2 separate regions of the Hordeum vulgare genome follow, and region 1 is linked to region 2. The links are chromatin contacts, called in public Hi-C maps. All regions are on one chromosome and are shown on one strand. The core of a region is the stretch at or near the end of the contact, and the rest is flanking DNA. Distances in the headings are between cores, read along the strand shown.

What was found. Hi-C and Micro-C count contacts between places; a contact is called where the count stands out from the background.
Region 1: a Hi-C map of leaf shows a contact between it and region 2, with 4 times the contacts expected there. The contact joins the enhancer-like site here to the promoter of LOC123414036 in region 2. A contact is called at or near these places in 2 of 6 Hi-C or Micro-C datasets (leaf and seedling).

What each region holds. Positions count from the first base shown.
Region 1 is chr1H:454,318,908-454,324,323 of MorexV3_pseudomolecules_assembly, reverse strand. No RefSeq gene overlaps it. Among protein-coding and RNA genes, the nearest start is that of LOC123414036, 140 kb to the right of the region's middle. Within about 2 kb of position 2,028, at least 2 of the 3 cell types and tissues checked have open chromatin away from gene starts, as enhancers often do. A contact at or near this core is called in leaf, where this site is marked.
Region 2 is chr1H:454,176,059-454,180,972 of MorexV3_pseudomolecules_assembly, reverse strand. LOC123414036 (transcription repressor OFP1-like) reads left to right here and starts at 3,551. Exons shown (of 1, transcript XM_045106633.1): 1 at 3,551-4,914. The coding sequence starts at 3,644.

The sequences.
Region 1 (5,416 bases), core at 779-3,278, 140 kb before region 2:
AATGAAAATAAAGGTCCCATCATAGTGATCAACTTTTCTCAACAACAACACTCATACCACCACCAAATACAACATTCAGAAAACATAACAGTTCTTCAAAAGCAACACTTTCAAGAAGGGAACAGTGCATAAGAGCCGTCGTTGTCTGATCAAAGATCTCAGTTTTTTACCCTCGAGAAATTGTGCGCTCCCAAAACCTTAGATTTTCACCCTGAAAGTCACGACTCGACACCCTCAGGAGTACCATTGAAGCTGAAATCCTCCACTTTGCCGCCCCACAAATCGCTGTTGCTCCCCGGATTCATCTAACACCTGGTTGTCTCCATCGCCTTCAAGGTTCCGTCCGTGTAACTGATTCTCCGATATCGGCCATGATGGCCTTCTCCACTGCTGTCTCCACCATGAAAATCAAGAAGACGACATGTCCCAAGGTGTCATCAGTCAATAGAACTTCGCGCCACGTCCTCAGAACCTCGTAGGCTGATATGGATGTACACGAACAGAATCTAACCGATCCAGATATCCTAAGCAAATTCTTCGACGACCGTTCCAAAACACGTCGATGGCCAGATCAAGAAAGACCAATCTAGAAGGTCATTGCCGTGATGCGAGAAAGCACGAGGACCCCAACCGGGACTAGACGACGGATCATGAGATCCGCCAAACCAGCCACAAACCGTCCGACCACCTTCGGCGGAGGAGGAAATCACCACCACTATAATCCTCGTGATACGTGACAGAATCAAGAAACCATCGCGAACCGTCACCGTAGCCGATGATAGAAAGCAGTTCGTGATGGTAGCAGCCCGCCTTTGTCAGGATCGAGCCCATGCTGCCACCTCATGCCTTCCCTGCCGAATGCAGCAGGTCTCCCGACGCTTCCCGGCTGCAGCTGCCCGCCATCATCGCCGCAAAGGACCAAGATAAGGCCGTCGCCTCAGATCCCGAAGGTCAGAGGAGGTCCGCCGGCGACAGGGGACGAAGAGGGAGGCGCGGTCGATCGAGAGGGACGTCGGTTGTGGTCGTCCGGTGCGGCCCGACGTCAGCCGCACGGGGTCGGCCACACTAGGCGGAGGAAGGGGCAGTATGATCTGAAAGGAATGCAACGAATCACTAAGGGAGCATTCGATCGGACTCGAAACTCTGTTAAATGGACTGCCGGCATTGCAATAGGTCATTCCACCATGAGGCGGTCGATGGGAGGGCGAGCAGCAATGGTTGTAACCAAGCAGCAGGCTCCGGCTGATGGTTGTCTTCAGATGAAGGTAGATGCCAGCTTCTCGGACACAAGTAAAGGTGCAACCGGTCTGATCTTGCGGAGTCATGAAGGTATCATGTTAAGGGACCAAGCAATCTAGTATGGTCGAGCTGCTAGTGCACTGATCATGGAGGCGCTAGCGATTCGTGATGGAGTCAGACTTGCTTGTGACTTAGGCTTGCAACAGACCATTTTCCGGGAATTGCTTCTGTTCTCCGGGAATGCCCACCTGAAGAAAACGAGCGTAGTTAGAAAATTTAGAATGCCCACCTGAAGCAACTACTCGTGACCTTTCGACGCCAGCGACCAGGCAGCAACCGATGACCTGAAAGCAACACCAGCCTAATCTCCTTCCATCGTGACACGCAAGCCAGCACCATACGAACGACTTATCCAGTTATCTCCGACCCAGGGACTCGACGCTGCCCCTCCATTTCGAGTAAGTCGCGACCCACACTCCCACCGCGATGAAAAGCACCAATGTGACAACTAACGAGATCAAATTAAATCTGATCAACAGACATGCTAGGCGCTAGGTGGGCAGAGGCTGGAGACCAAAAGATTAGGAATCTATTACAGTTGCTAGGCACTAGGTGGGCATGCCATGCCTAAGTGCAACTGTTGTGACAAAGATTTGGCAATGGAGCAACCACTCAATAAAAGAGCTGGATGCCAAAGCCTCGGGAAAGTTACAGGCCAAAAGCTTGGAGCTGCTGCGGCACAGCGTCGTTGTCAACGAGCAGCACTCAAATGATTGCGCAGCCTAACCGGGAGCCCACCGGGGGCTATGCACGTGTACATGCGGCTGTATGGATGCATGCCAGGTGATAGTGTCAGGTCCGGTGATTTATTTCCACCCGGAAAGTTTCTATTGGGCTTTCATTTGGTTCTAGACCCAGGGAAGAAGAGCCGAGCTGCTTTCCGCCGCTGCCTCCTGCCTACATTCGTTCCTGGTTGAAATGATCGACGGAAGAAAACATTTTGTTGTCAAGAAGAACTGGTTGTTGGGGATCTAGCTACGTAGGCATCCACTCCAAACCTATCTTGCATGGGCAAAATGTGTGTCTAGAACCATTTGAGTAGACTCGAAAGCGCTAGCAACAGGCACTGTTGATCAATGATGAACGGATGGCATGTCATGGTGTACGTATGGACCCAGCTAGTGTTGTGCTTCCATCTTTGTGCTCAATGTTTGATACTTTGTGCGGCTCTCTTTTGATCGGATCAAATCTTCTTGCGGGAATTGATCTGATCAATTTCGATATGATCGGCAGCGGATGCTCGATAAAGCAAAATTATAGGGGATCGGCAAGCTAACGTACGACTGTGAAATTACTCGGCGATACAATACTTTGGGTGAAGGTGTGTTTGGATCCGGCCCAAAATGTTATATTATCAATTTTTGTGTGACCCTCAAATTATTTTTTTGGCCATGACCAAATAAATTGGCTGTTCCCTAAGAAAAGAAATACGCAATGCATACCCAATCGCTCATACATTCATAATGCACGCACACTATACTTTCCTATGAACACCACGAGCTGACACATCATGTCGAGATTGACGAAGTTGTCACATACATCTTTGTAGTCGACGAAAGCATCTACGAACACACATCACCGGATAACCCGATATAAATCTAAGAAAATGCAGGCATCTAAAACATGAACCCTAATGGATTGGAAATAATACTATCCTTCTAACGATTTAACAACAGGTTGTTCGCAACAATACATTGGCTTCAACAATGTCATGATCCAAACCCTATGGTGTCAAGCTTCCCTAATGGAAAACTTTGTAGACAATAAACACGGGAAAGGAATAACTTTATTGCAAACAAATCTATGGTAGTACTCATTTGAGACCATGCATATCTTGATATGCATTTATACTAGCAGGGGTACTAATACAAGGGAACACATGGGTTTCAACATAACTAACAAAACAATGGTACAGGAAATCACTACACATTCTGTTGCTTTCATATATTTCACTGCTGAAACTGCCATATCAATTGTTGTCGTTGCCATCGGCGAAATCAAGAGTTAGCTACAACAATAGGAAATTCATCCTCAAACCGATTTATACTTCCCCTCCTGCGACAACTTGGTCATTGTACATCATGGTATACACTGTCAGCGACATTCACATACAGTCTCTACATCATATTGTTAAGTTGAGTTATGAATAAATATATCATTCATCATTATAGAGTGTTGCTTTTACCCTTGATAGATCAAATAATATTCGAACAATGAAAGTGTGAGAAAAGGAAAAAGAAAAAAAGAAAAAAAAAGTATTTTTAATACCACCCCATATATTATTTAATTAAAAATAGTAGAATAATTTGATACAACAATCAAAACCCAAGGCGGAAAACTATTACAAAGAATACCATTGGACCTATTATCAAAATTGAATTTCACAATCTGATGCGCTACCTCACTGGCCCGCTTATTAACTTCAAACAACCTAAAAACGGATACATCTTCTTGTTGGAAATATGCCCTAGAGGCAATAATATTTGTTACTATATTTTCATTTTCATAACTAAAAGTTTATATTTTGTGCTAGAACTGCAATGATTCTGGAATATGCACTTCAGTGGAAAACTCATATGCACGTGTGGAATGATAAATGGATAAATAGAGATTCATAGTTTTGCCTCTTTGACTCGCTCAAGTGTTCTTGGCGATCATTTTTTCTGGATCTTAGGATGTCGTTAAGCTCAAGATCGTCCTAAAAGAACATTGAGATTATGACACTAGAAGAGCGATCATATTGAATCAACTCAAATACTTCTTTGTTATAATTTAAGATATTATTGTCTGAAATCAATTGTTATAACATAGTGTTAACATGTGTTTTATGTTCCTTTGACCATGAGAGTATCTTAGTCACTTCTTACCGTTCGATGAGCTTTGGAATTGCTCAAACGTCATCTGTAACTAGGTCATCATAACTAAAACTTATATGTTCAACGTAAAGTTTTACAAGGGACTAGATAGCTCGGAAGTGGGATTTGCTCCTCCGATGATGGATAGATATTATTAGGGACCTCTCGGTGTGACCGCATCAACCATCGTCTGGCCAGACATAGGTGACTTAGTCATGGGGATTCCGGAACACGAAAACGACAAAGAAGAACAAAACCAATAAAAAGGATAACAATATCATGAGCATGTGATGACTCAGGAGGATACCAACATATCCCAGGTTTTTTAAAGTATCGATAAGCAAAGGGAATGTCACACGGTAACCAAAGGTTCACTCGAATATCATTGATGTGCTCATAGGGATCGAAATGGACGTCCACGGTTCCACTATCGGTCATTGAACAAAGGGGTTTTGTTCGTGTCTATGTGTTATCGAACTTATGCGGCTACAAGCTTAAGGTAATCATGATCTGCTGGGTGTTAGTAGAACAAGAGTGATTAGAAGATATTTGTGACATTGTTTTATTAATATTTGAAATAGTTTCAAGAGGATCCGAAAATGGTTCGGGGTCACCTAAAGGGTTTGAGAGAGTATCGGGTAATACCGATAAATAATATATAGGTGGAAAATGTTTACGGGGATGTTAAATTATATATAAAATGGTCTAATAGTATTTAGAAGAAATTTTACATTTAATTTAATACCAACGGGCTTTAAAAGGCCAAGAGGTGTGAGGCAACTTGGGCCACAAGGGCCCAAGTCGGAGGTGCCTCCCTTCCCTAAGGAAGGAGTGTGAATTGGAGGGGGGAGGTGTCTGCTGCTGGCTACACCTATAGGGATTTCCTTGGAAAATATGCAAAGGATTCCCCCACGGCCTTGGAGCCTTGCGTTGGTGTTTCCTTGAAGAGGAAAGGGTGATGTAGCACATCGGCGGTAAGTATTTCCCTCAGTTTGAGAACCAAGGTATCAATCCAGTAGGAGGATCGCGTCAAGTCACAAGTACGTGCACAAACACAAAGAGCTTGCACCCAACGCTATGAAGGGGTTGTCAATCCCTTATAGATTGTTTGCAAAGTGAGAACTGAAAGCAAAAAGTAAACAAAGCAAAGTAAAAAGTAAAAGCGGAGATGATAGTTGTGAATAGACCCGGGGGCCGTAGTGTTCACTAGTGGCTTCTCTCATGAAAGCAAGTAGATGGTGGGTGAACGAATTACTATCGAG
Region 2 (4,914 bases), core at 2,302-4,801:
TTATAATTCCTCTATCAAGATAATCGTTTATTATCCATGCTATAATTGTATTGAATGAAGATTTATATACATGTGTGGATACATAGACAAAACACTGTCTCTAGCAAGCCTCTAGTTGGCTAGCCAGTTGATCAAAGGATAGTCAGGGTCTTCTGACAATGTACAAGGTGTTGTTGCTTGATAACTGGATCACATCATTGGGTGAATCATGTGATGGACTAGACCCAAACTAATAGACGTAGCATGTTGATCGTGTCATTTTGTTGCTACTGTTTTCTGCGTGTTAAGTATTTATTCCTATGACCATGAGATCATATAACTCACTGACACCGGAGGAATGCTTTGTGTGTATCAAACATCACAACGTAACTGGGTGACTATAAAGATGCTCTACAGGTATCTCCGAAGGTGTCCATTGAGTTAGTATGGATCAAGACTGGGATTTGTCACTCCGTGTGACGAAGAGGTATCTCGGGGCCCACTCGGTAATACAACATCACACACAAGCCTTGCAAGCAATGTGACTCATTGTAAGTCACACGATCTTGTATTACGGAACGAGTAAAGAGACTTGCCGATAAACGAGATTGAAATAGGTATGCGGATACTGACGATCGAATCTTGAGCAAGTAACATACCAAAGGACAAAGGTAATGACATACGGGATTATATGAATCCTTGGCACTGAGGTTCAAACGATAAGATCTTCGTAGAATATGTAGGATCCAATATGGGCATCCAGGTACCGCTATTGGATATTGACCGAGGAGTCCCTGGGGTCATGTCTACATAGTTCTCGAACCCGCAGGGTCTGCACACTTTAGGTTCGGCGTTGTTTTATGCATATTTGAGTTATATGGTTGGTTACTGAATGTTGTTCAGAGTCCCGGATGAGATCACGGACGTCACGAGGGTTTCCGCAATGGTCCGGAGACGAAGATCGATATATAGGATGGCCTCATTTGATTACCGGAAAGTTTTCGGCATTACCGGGAATGTACCGGGAATGACGAATGGGTTCCGGATGTTCACCGGGAGGGGCAGCCCACCCCGGGGAATCCCATAGGCCTTGGGGGTGCCGCACCAGCCCTTAGTGGGCTGGTGGGCAAGCCCAAGAAGGCCCGTGCGCAGGAGATAAGAAAAATCAAAGAGAAAGAAAAAAAAGGGGGAAGTGGGAAGGAAGGGAAGGACTCCACTTTCCAATCCTAGTTGGACTAGGATTGAAGGAGGATTCCTCCTCCCCCACTTCGGCCGACCCCCTTGGGGCTCCTTGAGCCTCAAGGCAAGTCCCTTCCCCTCCCTCCTATATATACCGAGGTATTAGGGCTGATTTGAGACAACTTTGCCACGGCAGCCCGACCACATACCTCCACGATTTTTCCTCTAGATCATGTTTCTGCGGAGCTCGGGCGGAGCCCTGTTGAGATAAGATCACCGCCAACCTTCGGAGCGCCGTCACGCTGCCGTAGAACTCATCTACCTCTCCATCTCTCTTGCTGGATCAAGAAGGCCGAGATCATCGTCGAGTTGTACGTGTGCTGAACGCGGAGGTGCCGTCCGTTCGGCACTAGATCGAAGCAGATCGTGGGACGGATCGCGGCACGGTTCGTGGGATGGTTTGCGGGGCGGATCGAGGGACGTGAGGACGTTCCACTACATCAACCGCGTTTATTAACGCTTCTGTTGTGCGATCTACAAGGGTACGTGGATCGGAAATCCCCTCTCGTAGATGGACATCACCATGATAGGTCTTCGTGCGCGTAGGAAAACTTTTGTTTCCCATGCGACGTTCCCAAACAGTTAGCGCAACCATAACTGGGTGACCCATTTCATTCGCGTGTGTCCAGTTGGGTCAGCGTGGACACAAAGCTCGGCTCAACGTGGCGACCCAAACGGACGTGCGCTTGTTTTTTGTCCGCACGCGACCCACTCCGGAACCAAATTTGGGCCGCATTTGTGTCTGTGCGGACACAAGACGGACTCACGTGAAGCCCACCCTTCTCCTCCCCTGGCCCGCTAGTGGGTGGTATGCGGGCGAGTATCATCTTCCTCCCTTCGCCTTCGACTCATGTGGCCGCCCCACCTCCCGTCGCCGCCGTCATGTTCCGCCGATGTCGCCATCCATCCATCCATAGATAGGTCAACCTCCCGATATCCTCATCTCCCTAATAATGTTGAGATCAATGGCCAGAACTACAACAAAGGATACTATCTAGCTAACGGTATCTATCCACATTGGACTATTCTTGTCAAGACAATCCTCAAACCCTAGAAGAGAAAGGAAGAGACTTGCCCAAGGGCAAGACAGTGCTAGGAAGGATGTGGAGCGTGCCTTTCATGTTCTGCAATCTTGATGGGCTATTGTTCGGTATCCTACAAGAACTTGGAGCACCGAGAAGCTTTTGGAGGTGATGAATGCATGTGTGGTCATATACAACATGACGAGAGGATGAGCGCCCATAACATCTCTACAATCAAGAGTTTCAGTTTCACGGTGATAATGTTGTGCCTGAGTATGGAGTAGCGGCAACGTTACACATTTCACCGAGTTTCGTCATCAGATGCGTGATTGGAAAACTCACATTCAGTTGTAAGATAATTTGGTTGAATATATGTGGGCTCATTGACAACCACTAGATGTATCAGCCACCTTTTCTATCAAATATATTTAAGATAATTTAATGTTTATTCGTCTTGTAAACTGTGAGATATTTATGTGATTCTAGAACAATGCAATATTTGTATTTTTATTGAACTATGTTAATTTAGGATCAAATTATATACATATGTGACAAATGGCTGCAAGCTGGCGGACAAAAAATGGGTGACATGTCCGAAAAACAGGGCGGACATGTCGAGCCAAACGGATAAAACGTGGACAAACCGTGCCGCGCGTCCGTTTGGATCTCCTCGTTGGAGTTACTAGACCATGCCCCGCGCGTTGCGACGGTAACCTTGTTAAAAATGTATGGATAAATGATAGAAGACTAAAATTAATGAAAAACAAATATAAATGTTTCTTACATTACTTAATTCTTTAGAAAAAATTAATGCATGACTTAATTCCGTACGCAATGTCGTTTTCCTCTGAACCAAGTTTACGACAAGCTCGATTATTGTGTTGCTGTCGGAGCATCTGTTTCGGCTTCGAGCGCAAAAAACGGTTTTTTCCCACGCATGACTAAGATAGCGTGTGTTGGAGATGCTCTTAGAGCATCTACAATAAAACGCCTTAAATGACTTCTCATACGTTCGTGGACATCCCCTGTCAATGACCGGACACAAGAGAGAAGGGAAAAAGTGACTCAACCGAAACTCTCATATCAAGCATATACGTGCGACCTCTCCGCGGATCCTCGTATCCATCTCAAATATAAGGAGGACACGAGGGCTTGCAGAGGCGCCCGGACACGCCCGATCAGTCTATCACGTAGGACGCTACCCGACACGAGTCCACATTTTTCTTTTCTTTATTAATTTTTTTCTCTCTTCCTTTTCATCAATCATGTATCAGTGACTGGACATATGAGAACGCAAATGAGAAGTATGTCTACGCGGACCGATAAATAAGGGATACATTTAGTAGTTAACCTGACACGTTCATAGATGTTTAAAGGATTATATTTGCAATGTTCGGATATAGATGCTTTTAGCCCGTGTGGATTGTCCGTTTGGACAAAAATGCGGACGATTTTGGGGCTGCGTTGGAGTTGGCCTCAGGCTGCCGCTATTTAACCTTGTCCGGTCCCTCGGCCCCTCACCGTGGTCGTGCTCGTATTTTCTTTTTCCTCGCTGGTCCCCTGCTCCACCTCTCCACCTCGTACTGTCGTACAGAGCGAACAGAGCGCGCACCGGCGGCCGGCGAGGGCGCATGGTTCGCCGCAAGTTCCGGCTGTCCGACATGATACCCAACGCATGGTTCTACAAGCTCCGCGACATGCGCCCCCGCGGAGGCGGCGGCGTTGGGGTGCATCATCGGTCCTCCTCGGCTCGGTCCTACCAGCCGCCGTCGTGGAACCGGGAGTCGTCGGCTCGGTGGAGCGTGGAGGCGGCGCCGCAGCCGCCGTCGTCACGGTGGAACAGGGCGGCCGACAACGACGTCAAGCAGCCGGAAGCCGACGTCGAGCCGCCGGTCACGCCGACGAAGGGGTCGCCCCGTGCCCCGCTCCCTCGCAGGGCGTCGTACTACTACTCCACCAGAGACAGGGAGGTCCCTGCGCCGCCGGCTCCGAAGCCGCCCAGGGCCAAGGACGCGCCATCGCCGGCAAGGAGCTCCAGGAGGCGCCACAGGGTGGGCCACGCGACTGGAGAAAGAGCACCTGCGTCAGCGTCGGTGCCGGCCCAGGGAAAAGAGCCCGTGGTCGATGCAGCCGGCCGGTCTTGTCGCCGTCGTGACCTGTGCATCAAGAGTGACGGCGGGGAGCCCCGGAGGCCAAGGGCGACAGGCCCGCCGGACGACGGCCTCAACGTCAAGGTGATCGCGTCGCATAACGAAATCATAATCGACCTGCAGGAAAAGGACACACCCGAGAGAAGACTCCGGCCAATCGTGACCAGGCCGGCGAGGAGACAACCTAAGCCAAACGAGCAGGATGGCAACAACGTCGACCTCGCCGACGTGACCGCAAGAGCAAGTTGTGCCTCCGAGGAGAGCAGCATCAGCAAGCCGAGACTGTCTTCGGCATCGTTGTCGGGGCGCCGCCGCCTCAAGACGCTCGCCAAGAGCCCGCGTCTGACCGCCACCGGCAAGAAAGTGAAGCCGCCGGCGCGAAATTGGACGGCATCACCGCCACTGCTGCCGGCGCCGGTGATTGTGAGCAGCTACCCGGTGGTGAAGATGTCGGAGGACCCAGGGCAGGACTTCCGCGAGTCCATGGAGGACATGATCAGCGCGAAGGGCATCCACGAGGCCGA